Linked DNA regions of Sus scrofa: region 2 is linked to region 1. A link is a contact called in public HiChIP or PLAC-seq data. All regions are on one chromosome and are shown on one strand. The core of a region is the stretch at or near the end of the contact, and the rest is flanking DNA. Distances in the headings are between cores, read along the strand shown.

The links. HiChIP or PLAC-seq counts read pairs in DNA pulled down with a chosen protein or histone mark.
Region 2: a contact with region 1 is called in an H3K27ac HiChIP or PLAC-seq map of alveolar macrophages, with 5 times the contacts expected there. The contact joins the enhancer-like site here to the promoter of GRK5 in region 1. A contact is called at or near these places in 4 of 47 Hi-C or Micro-C datasets (alveolar macrophages, blood, fibroblasts and 1 more) and 2 of 2 datasets of contacts at active chromatin or transcription factors (alveolar macrophages and skeletal muscle).

The regions. Positions count from the first base shown.
Region 1 is chr14:129,111,353-129,115,826 of Sscrofa11.1, reverse strand. GRK5 (G protein-coupled receptor kinase 5) reads right to left here and starts at 1,894. Exons shown (of 16, transcript XM_001928584.6): 1 at 1,327-1,894. The coding sequence starts at 1,378.
Region 2 is chr14:129,205,653-129,210,049 of Sscrofa11.1, reverse strand. The region is part of intron 1 of GRK5 (G protein-coupled receptor kinase 5); the gene reads right to left. Among named protein-coding and RNA genes, the nearest start is that of GRK5, 94 kb to the right of the region's middle. Within about 2 kb of position 2,514, at least 24 of the 83 cell types and tissues checked have an H3K27ac peak or open chromatin away from gene starts, as enhancers often do. A contact at or near this core is called in alveolar macrophages, skeletal muscle and subcutaneous adipose tissue, where this site is marked.

The DNA of each region.
Region 1 (4,474 bases), core at 645-3,144:
CTTCCAGGTTACTGCTTTAAAGACAAGTGAAGCCGAAATTACGGTGTGAACCCTGGAGAAGCCGCTGGGCTGTGCATCACCTACTAACTCTTCGTGTACAGTGCCGCAAGGTGATGAAACCGGCTGAATAAACATGAATCGTTTTATTGTTAGCCAGAAAGTCTTCCTTCATTCATCAAAGTGGGTGAATGAAAATATTAAAAAGGTAAGATATTTTCGTGGGCTATTCCCCCAGTATTCTTCTGAAGTCAAAACCATAGTCAGGCTGCGTTCTACCGTGGGTGTCAAATAAAGCCTCCTCCCATGAAAGGGAAAACCACTTCCCCCTTCATAAAAAGGCTGCACCCAGAGCTCAAATCTTGGTAAAAGAGATGTTACATAAATTCCAGGTGCTCCTAAATATGTATGTTTACCTCATGCAATCACTTCGGAAGCATCTAAGTTTCTGCGCCACTTTCTCTTTTTCTTTTCTCTTTTTCCCATCTCAAGGAAGAGTCAAAAAGTGTTTATATTCTTGACTTGGAATCTTACCCACTCCATGAAGATATTCCCTACCAGCCAAGTGCAGAAAATCTAATGATTTGCATCCGAAACGCATCAAGCATCAGCACACTTACCTTTCTCTTCTTAACTGAGCCAAAAAAAAAAAAAAAAAATTCACTTATCTCTCCCCCTCCCCAAAGGGGGAAAAAAAACCTACCCCTGAAATCCTTCATTATTTTCTAGGTGATCTGTACAGTCACTCTCTCTTGTCACTGTATGAACAAACGAATTCCTCAACATCTTACTTTGCCATTAAAAGGCTTCTTTCCACACGACGGGATTTCCCTAAGAAACATTCCCAGCGGATGGTTTCCAGCAATAGCCTATATCAACTCTGCCTGCGCAAGCAAAGACTTGGCTTCTGCTAATTCCACCCCCACCCCCAGCGCACACCAATTCACTCGCACAACCATCCTGGGCCGACTCGAAAAAGCTATTTCACTTGCATGTTTGCCCATCTCTTCCTGAATGAATGCTTTTCCAACTGACCTTTCAACAGCTGCCGAGATGGCACGATCTGCTAAGGTTAGAGCTGGAAACTAGGGGATATTTTAGCATCCTAATCCCTGCAACCTCAACGTTTCTCCTTCTCTGCCCAAGTCCAGATTCCCTGAGCACTAGGGCAGGAACCCTGAAGTGTTTGCAGAGCAGCTCTCTGAGGTGTCCTGCTTGCGACCAACTCACTGCGGGCATCCTGCATACTCACAGCCCCAGCCCACAAGCCGCCCGACACCCGCACCCCGGCCCGCGGCGAATGCGCCAGGCACCAGCCCTGCCTCTTACCTTCCCTGGCTTTCAGCAAGACCGTGTTGGCCACGATGTTTTCCAGCTCCATTGACAGTCGGCGGTCAGCGAGGAAGCCGGCCGGCGGGGCTGTCAGCTCCTAAGGGTGCTGCCGCTGCTACTGCCGCTGCTCGGGCTGCTGCCGCTGCTGCCGGAGCCGGGAGCAAGCAGCCCGCCTTGCCTACCGCATTATTCCGGCTCTTATCCCTCGGAGTTTTCCCCCTCTGCAAAGAGGAGCCGCCGCCGCCGCTTCTTCCTCCCTCTGTGTCCCCCCTCCCCCCTCCCTCAACTGTCTCCCCCCACCCCCCACCCTCCGCGTTTCTCTGTCACTCCATTCTCCTCCCCTCGGGCTCCCTCGGATGCTTTAATGCCTCGGATGCTTCTGCCTCCCCTCTGTCCCTCCCGGGGGTGTGGTACTAACTGGCTCGGGCGGCTGCACAGCGCAGGCGCCAGGATGGGCCGCGCCTCCCGCCTCGGCGCTCGCGGCGCGGGGCCTGCTGGGACTTGTAGTACCAGAGTCCACGAGCCGCCCTGAGACTTGTACTCCGAAGGCGGGCGCGGATAAGGGGTGGTCCGCGGCTGCGGAGGGTAGCGGGAGAAGCAAAGGCAGTCCGGCCGAGCCGGAGCCCCGGATTCGCACGTCCACGCCCGGGGCTCCGGCTCGCCCGCTTCCGGCCCTCCCGAGAACCCAGAAAGCGAAGAGCACGGACCACGGCGGCGGCGGCGGGCGAAGTGCTGCGGCCGGGCAGGAGCCGGTGCGGGTCCTGGGCGCCCCTCGGAGCGTGCCCGGGGTTGGAGGGAGGTCAAGCCAGCCCAAGCGCGCGCTGCACCCCCCTTCCTCCCGGTCACGCCGGGCCCACGCGGGGGCTGCAGCCCAGAGGCGGTGGCCAGGCGCGCCCGCGGGCCCTGGACGCGGCGACCGGCCACTGTGCGCCGTCTCAGACGCACACGCGCTCGGTTGCTGACAAAGGTGTACTTTGTTTCCTCCGAGGGCGCGAAGGGGTCTATGAGTCGGCGGCGACTCGGCACCGGCAACCGCGCAGCCCGAGCGCCCCCTGGCGGCCTCGGGGTGGATGTGCAGCGGCGAGTCCACGCGGACCGCGGCACCACCTCCTGGCCCTCTGCGCCTGGAACCTCCCGCGCTGCCGGGCTGCAACTCTCGGCGGGGCGGGGGGCGTGCATTCCGGCGTGGTAAGCGGCTGGTCCTGTTAATAACCTGCCTTCCAGCACCCGAGGCCCGCAAATGACCGCTCGTCATTACATGCAAACTCATTCCCATCAATAAAAACACAGATGGAATCGCTGGAGTCAGGAACGTTAATAAGAAACAGCACCCGGCCGGTATTGGGAATTAGTTTTCAAATTCTTTGCCTATTTATCTTGGGGCTCTTAGCGCTTTTCCACTGTATGTTCAGGACATCAGACCCCAGATCTGCGCTCAGCGTCCCTTGCTTCGTCTCAAGGCCCCCGCTCCTGGGAAATGGGACTTGGGACACCTGGGGTCTGCGATGAGTTATCCTCCAGTCTAGTTGAGGGGAGGGCTGGCCCTAAGGAACAATGAGGCCTTTGCCTCATCTGCATCCTGAAGGCCGGATATCCGTTCAGAAGTCGGGCCCCGGGCCTTCTGTGTCCTAAAGGAGAAAGCCTTCCAACCCCAGGGTTGCCTGGAAGTGGGAGGGAGGCGCCCAGAGAGAGAAAGGGAGAACAATTATTGTGCACTGGAGAAAACAAAGAAATGAATAGACTCTCCAGGCCTTGGAAACGTGGACGGTCACTGATTTAACAGCGCAGGATTGTCTTGTTTCGTGGTAGAGTGTACCCACCACCACCACTTCCTTGTATCTGCATATGGGTCAGTGGGTCTCCCTGGGCCTCACAAGTCTTGTCTGCAAAGTGGGGGCAATAACAGTTGGCTTGTCAGAAGGCAGGGAGCAGAGCAGATGACACCTCAGGCATCTTCCACTCTAAGAAATTATTCGAAGCATCCCAGCCTTGGCCTTGGCTTACATGTGCACCTGCCCAGAGCCCTAACTTACAGTGAAAGATTCTCTCAGACAGAATCCTAGAGCTGGCAGTATCTCAGAGCTCACCAACCAGTGGGCTAAAATTGAATACCTTTAGATGGCTAGTGCTCCACAAAGGCCTTCTCAAACTTTCTTGTGCATACAGATCACCTAAGGGATCTTAAAATGCAGCTTCTGTTTCATTTGGTCCAAGGTGGATCCTGAGAGTCAGCCATTTCTAACGAACTCCAAGCTTCAGTCAATCTTGCTGGTCCATGGACCACACTTTAACAAAGCTCAGCAGTTAACCATAATCTCCACTACTCTTTACTCTCTTTCTTTTTCTTTTCTTTTTTTTTTTTTTTTTTTTAAAGGCCAAACCTACCACATATAGAAATTTCTAGGCTAGGGGTCAAATCAGGGGTGCAGCTGCCGGCCTATATCACAGCCACAACAACGCAGGATCTGAGTTGCATGTGCTACCTACACCACAGATTGTGGCAACTCTGGATCTCTAACCCACTGAGCAAGGTCAGGGATGGAACTCGTATCCTCATGGATACTATGTCAGGTTCTTAACCCATTGAGCCACAGTGGGAAGTCCTCTATTGTCTTATACTCAGCCTAAATCACCAGTGATTTTTACCTATGTGAAAAATTTATGGACTACTGAGTTTGCAACCCTGGAAAATCCCTGCCTTCCCAACCCTCCTCTTCATTTTATAGATGCAAAATATACCCTTAGAGAATAAGTGGGTTCAGCATGGTCACTCAGCAAATGAAAGTCTATCGACTTCTCTCTCTGCTACCAGATAATACATACTGTCTACAAAATAAATAGCTGTACTTCAAGTATCTGGGCCTCGGAGTTCCCGTCGTGGGGCAGTGGTTAACGAATCCAACTAGGAACCATGAGGTTGCGGGTTCAATCCCTGACCTTGCTCAGTGGGTTAAGGATCCGGCATTGCCATGAGCTGTGGTGTAGGTTGCAGATGCGGCTCGGATCCTGCGTTGCTGTGGTTCTGGCGTAGGCTGGCAGCTACAGCTCCAATTCGACCCCTAGCCTGGGAACCTCCATATGCGCAGCTGCGGGCCAAAGAAATAGCAAAAAAAAATAATAATAAAGACAAGTATCTGGGCCTCTA
Region 2 (4,397 bases), core at 1,265-3,764, 94 kb before region 1:
ACCTTAAATTACATTAGTCATTTATCTTTTAAGCTTGCTTATTGTCACTGACCCCTTCCACCCCTTAGAAGTTATTAGAAGTTAACTCCTCAAAAGCTGGCACCATGACTATTCCCAGCAGATGCACAATAAAAAGCTTTTAAATGGATGAGTGAATGAATCTCTTGTCTTAATGTGACCCCAGAAACAACCCCTATCATTTCAGAGCTTGGAATTCCCTCCCATTAAGGAAACCATTAACTAACTTCCTGTGTGACCCTGGGGAGCCCCTTCCCCTCTCTGGGCCTCAGTTTTTCAGATGAGGAGCTGGGTCCATGAGTTCTCAGGTCTCATGGATCCTTGACTGGATCCATGAGCAGTTAAGGCACACGCTTGGGAAGGTAAAAGAAATCCTTTTTGTTTGTTTTTGTTTTTTCCTTTTAGGGCCACACCTGCGGCATATGGAAGTTCCACAGGCTAGGGGTTGCAGGGAGCTGCAGCTGCCAGCCTACACCACAGTCACAGCAACTTGGGATCCAAGCTGGATCTGTGACCTACACTGCAGCTTGTAGCAATGTCAGATCCATAACCCACTGAGTGAGGCCAGGGATCAAACCCACATCCTCATGCACACTAGTCGGGTTTGGAACCTGCTGAGCCACAACGGGAACTCTCAAAGAAATCCATTTTTTGTGCTCCTGGACAGGACCTCACCTTGGGTTCTACAGAGCCAGCACTTGTTCTTAAAGGTCATTTCAACGAGCCTGACTAGTATCCATGAGGACACAGGTTCGATCCCTGGCCTCGCTCAGTGGGTTAAGGATCTGGTGTTGCCATGAGCTGTGCTGTAGTTTGCAGATGCGTCTCGGATCCTGTGTTGCTATGGCTGTGGAGTAGGCTGGGGGCTACAGCTCTGATTCCACCCCTAGCCTGGGAACCTCCATATGCCGTGGGTGCGGCCATAAAAAGACAAAAAAATTAAAAAATAAAGATCAGTTCAAGATAACATCTCTCCAGAAAGAACTGCTTTCTTTAAGGGCTGTTAAACTCCTAAGGCAGTAAAGCCCACAGGCTACTTCTGCCACAAGCATAGGTACCTGAGGATGAACCAGGGCACCTGCGTTCCTTGCAGGGACCCAGGGAGAAGCCCACCACTCACTAGCACAGACCTTGGCCTCAGGCGCAGACCCCATTGCAGCGACCACTCACGGAAGACCCATGACGGCGCCTGGAGAGGTGGAGTGTCCAGGTGAGAACTTGGAGAGATTGAGTCCTTGCTAGGGTCCCAGGCCCCCCAGGACCCTTTCCCTTTGTACCTTCCCCTCCTAATTCCCATTACACAGCAAAGAAAAGAAGGGTCTGGCAGTTGGCCTTACAAAATCTTTCTCAAAAATGCTCCTTTAAAGAACAGACGTGTGGTTACCAAGGGGGAGGGGGAGGGAGTGCAATGGATGGGGGTTTGGGGATTAGTAGATGCAAACTATTGCCTTTGGAGTGGATAAGCAATGAGATCCTGCTGTGTAGCACAGGGAACTATATCCAGTCACTTGTGATGGAACATGATGGAGGAAAATGTGAGAAAAAGAATGTATATATAAGTGGGTCACTTTGCTGTACACCAGAAATTGACAGAACATTATAAATCAACTATAATAAAAAATTTTTTAAATGCTCCTTTAATTGTAAAATGGCCAAGAAGTGTGCTATTTGGCAGATTCGATTTCTACCCCTAGCAATTCCGAATCAAAGCTGAATGCACAAAGGAGCGTGAGCTTTCGGGTGAATGAGAAGGACATGGGCGTTTCCGTTTCCTATTGATGCTACAGCAAATTACCGCAAACGTCAGACTCGCTGGGCTAACACCTAGGGGTTGGCAGGCTGGCTTCCTTCTGGAGGCTCGAGGGGAGAAGCTGGTTTCCTGCCTTTTCCAGCTCCAAGAAGCTGCCGGCGTTCCTTGGCTCGTGGTCCCTTCCTCCATCTTCAGAGCCACAATTGCTGGTTGAGTCTTTCTCAAGCTGTATCCCTCTGACTTCTTTCTCTGTAGTCAAATCTCCCTCTGCCTGCCCCTAATCAGGATGCTTGTGATTACACTGGGCCCCAGGCTCATCCAGGCAAACGTCCACATCTCAAGAGCTTTTACTTAATCATATCTGAAAAGGCCCTTTACCCTGTAGGGATTTGGAAGTTAACGTCTCTGGGGGCCATAATTCAGCCTCCCACAGTGATGATTTAAACCACACCGTCCAGGGCCAGACTGTCCTGTGTCCTTCACTAGCTCTGTGACTCGGCCCATGAGTCAACCTCTCTGGGCTTCGGCTGACTCTTGTGGAACCTCACAGACACGGGAGTCATGAGCTGACACATGTGAAGCATTTAGCACAGTGAAGAAAGCTCAATGAGAAAGGGCTGTAATTACTCCCTCTTCTCCACCAGACTCAGAATTAATGGATGCCAGAGCTGGGTGGGACAGTGCTGATCACCCAGCCCTGCCTCTCAATGAACAGCTGGGGACAAGGAGGCCCAGAGGGGAGAAGTGAGTCATGCAGGGCCTATAGCATTTTCTCAGGCAAAGCCCCAGTACCTTCTCACGACCACCTGGCATAGGCTGGCCCAAAGGAGGATCCAGCAGGGGCAGAGGCCGTGGCCCTCCTGCACCCAGGAGATGCTGGAGGCCACTGCAGCCAGAGTCACACCAATCGGGAGGGAAGTGCTCCCTTATAGAACGTCTGTAGGAAGCACCTGCAGGTGCAGGGCCCCGGCCAGAACCTCACACCCGCGGTTCCCACCCCACCCACTAGGCTCAGGGGCCAGAGTCAGACGCATGTATCTTCCCCCGGGGGAGAGGTCAACAGAGCAGATCTCAGCCAGGGACAGGAGACCTGTGTTCGGGGCCAAGAGAAAGCACTCTGACGGCAAACGTCAGCGGGTCCCTTGCTTCCTTCCCTCTCTGCCTGACCTCGGGCTGGACACTCCCCCCCTTTGGGCCTCTGTCTCCACATGGGAAAAGTGAGGTCTGAGGCCAGATTCGTGATCCTCAGTCAGCTATCCCTGCTCCCATGGATTTCAGAGTTCAGGAAGAGCCGTCCACGGACACGAAGCGGAAGCTCGGGCCCAGCCTGCTCGGCCAGGTGCCGGAGTTCATCCGTGTGTTCGGCTGCGGCTGAACCGATGTGCTCGGAGGTGTCTGGGATTAACAACATGGGGAAGCAGTGACTCACCTCACACAGATGGCCTGGTGAGCAGGCAAAAGCCTGCACAGAAGGAGAGAGGTATCGCCTCGGGCCCTTGGCAGAAGCTCGACTAGGATCTACTGCATTCACCTAAAGAGGACTGTCTCACCCCGAAGGGTTCCCCTCCCCAAAAATCTAGCTCAGGCAGGCACTGCCCCCGATGGTCCAATTTCCCCACCATCACACTGGCTTCCAGCCAACACCCTCGAAGGCCTTCCCAAGGATCAAGAAAGGGCTTTTCCTGCAGTCTTGGGGGCAGCTGAGAGACTTTCAAACAGAGATGTAGGGGGCTGGCTTCCGGGGCCAAAACCAGGCCTTCCCTTGCTTCTTTGTGGGGAGAGATTTCCTGCCTCAGGGCCTTTGCACATGTCCTTTCCCCTGCCAGATACATACTTCCACTATCTTTTTTTTTTTTAATGAAACATTTGAAGCTCAAAGAGAATTTTAAAAATGTAAACATATATACCCACAGGTTTTGAGAAAATAACTCATTCATCTACTCTCTGTTGAGAGACTTGTGGGTTATTTCCAGATTTTTACCATCACAAATAACGCTGCTCTGAGCCCCCTGACACACACCGCCCCCACTTCTCCAGACAAGGTCTCAGCATCATGTCAATCCCAGAACCCCCTCCCTACCAATCCAAGAGCTATGTCTCCAGGTGTCTCTCCCACCGCTCCCCAGTCCTCCCTTCAAAGCATACTTCACAGTCTGTGTCTTCATTGGGTTCCTATCCAAGAAGACAGAGGCCATGTCCCTTTTGCTCACAGCACTCAGTGCCCAGGACACACTTCCAGGCACTCAGCAGACCTCGGGTGGTGTCTGCAAATGAGCAAGGGGACAGAGAATGAGTGAGCAGAGGGGTCACCCCAGCAGCAGACCATGTTGTGCTCCTGAAACATGACCCTGACACATCTTCTGCCTGCCCCATGCTCTGCCCTCAAAGGGACAGGAGAGGCCAAGAAGCCCCTGGGGAAGGGACCTTGGGTTCCTGAAGTTTCTGAGAGCCTTGGGCCCCAAACAGGGAGCCCTGGGAGCTAGCAAGCCAGAGGCTCTGGGCCAGGCCCTCCGTGCCAAGTGCAAGGCGAGGTTCAGCAGACTTTTATCTGGGCTTTCCCCGCTCCTGGAGGCCAGGAACCTTGTCCGCTCCACCACAGCAGGTTTGGGAAAAGCCCAGTGGTGCCAAG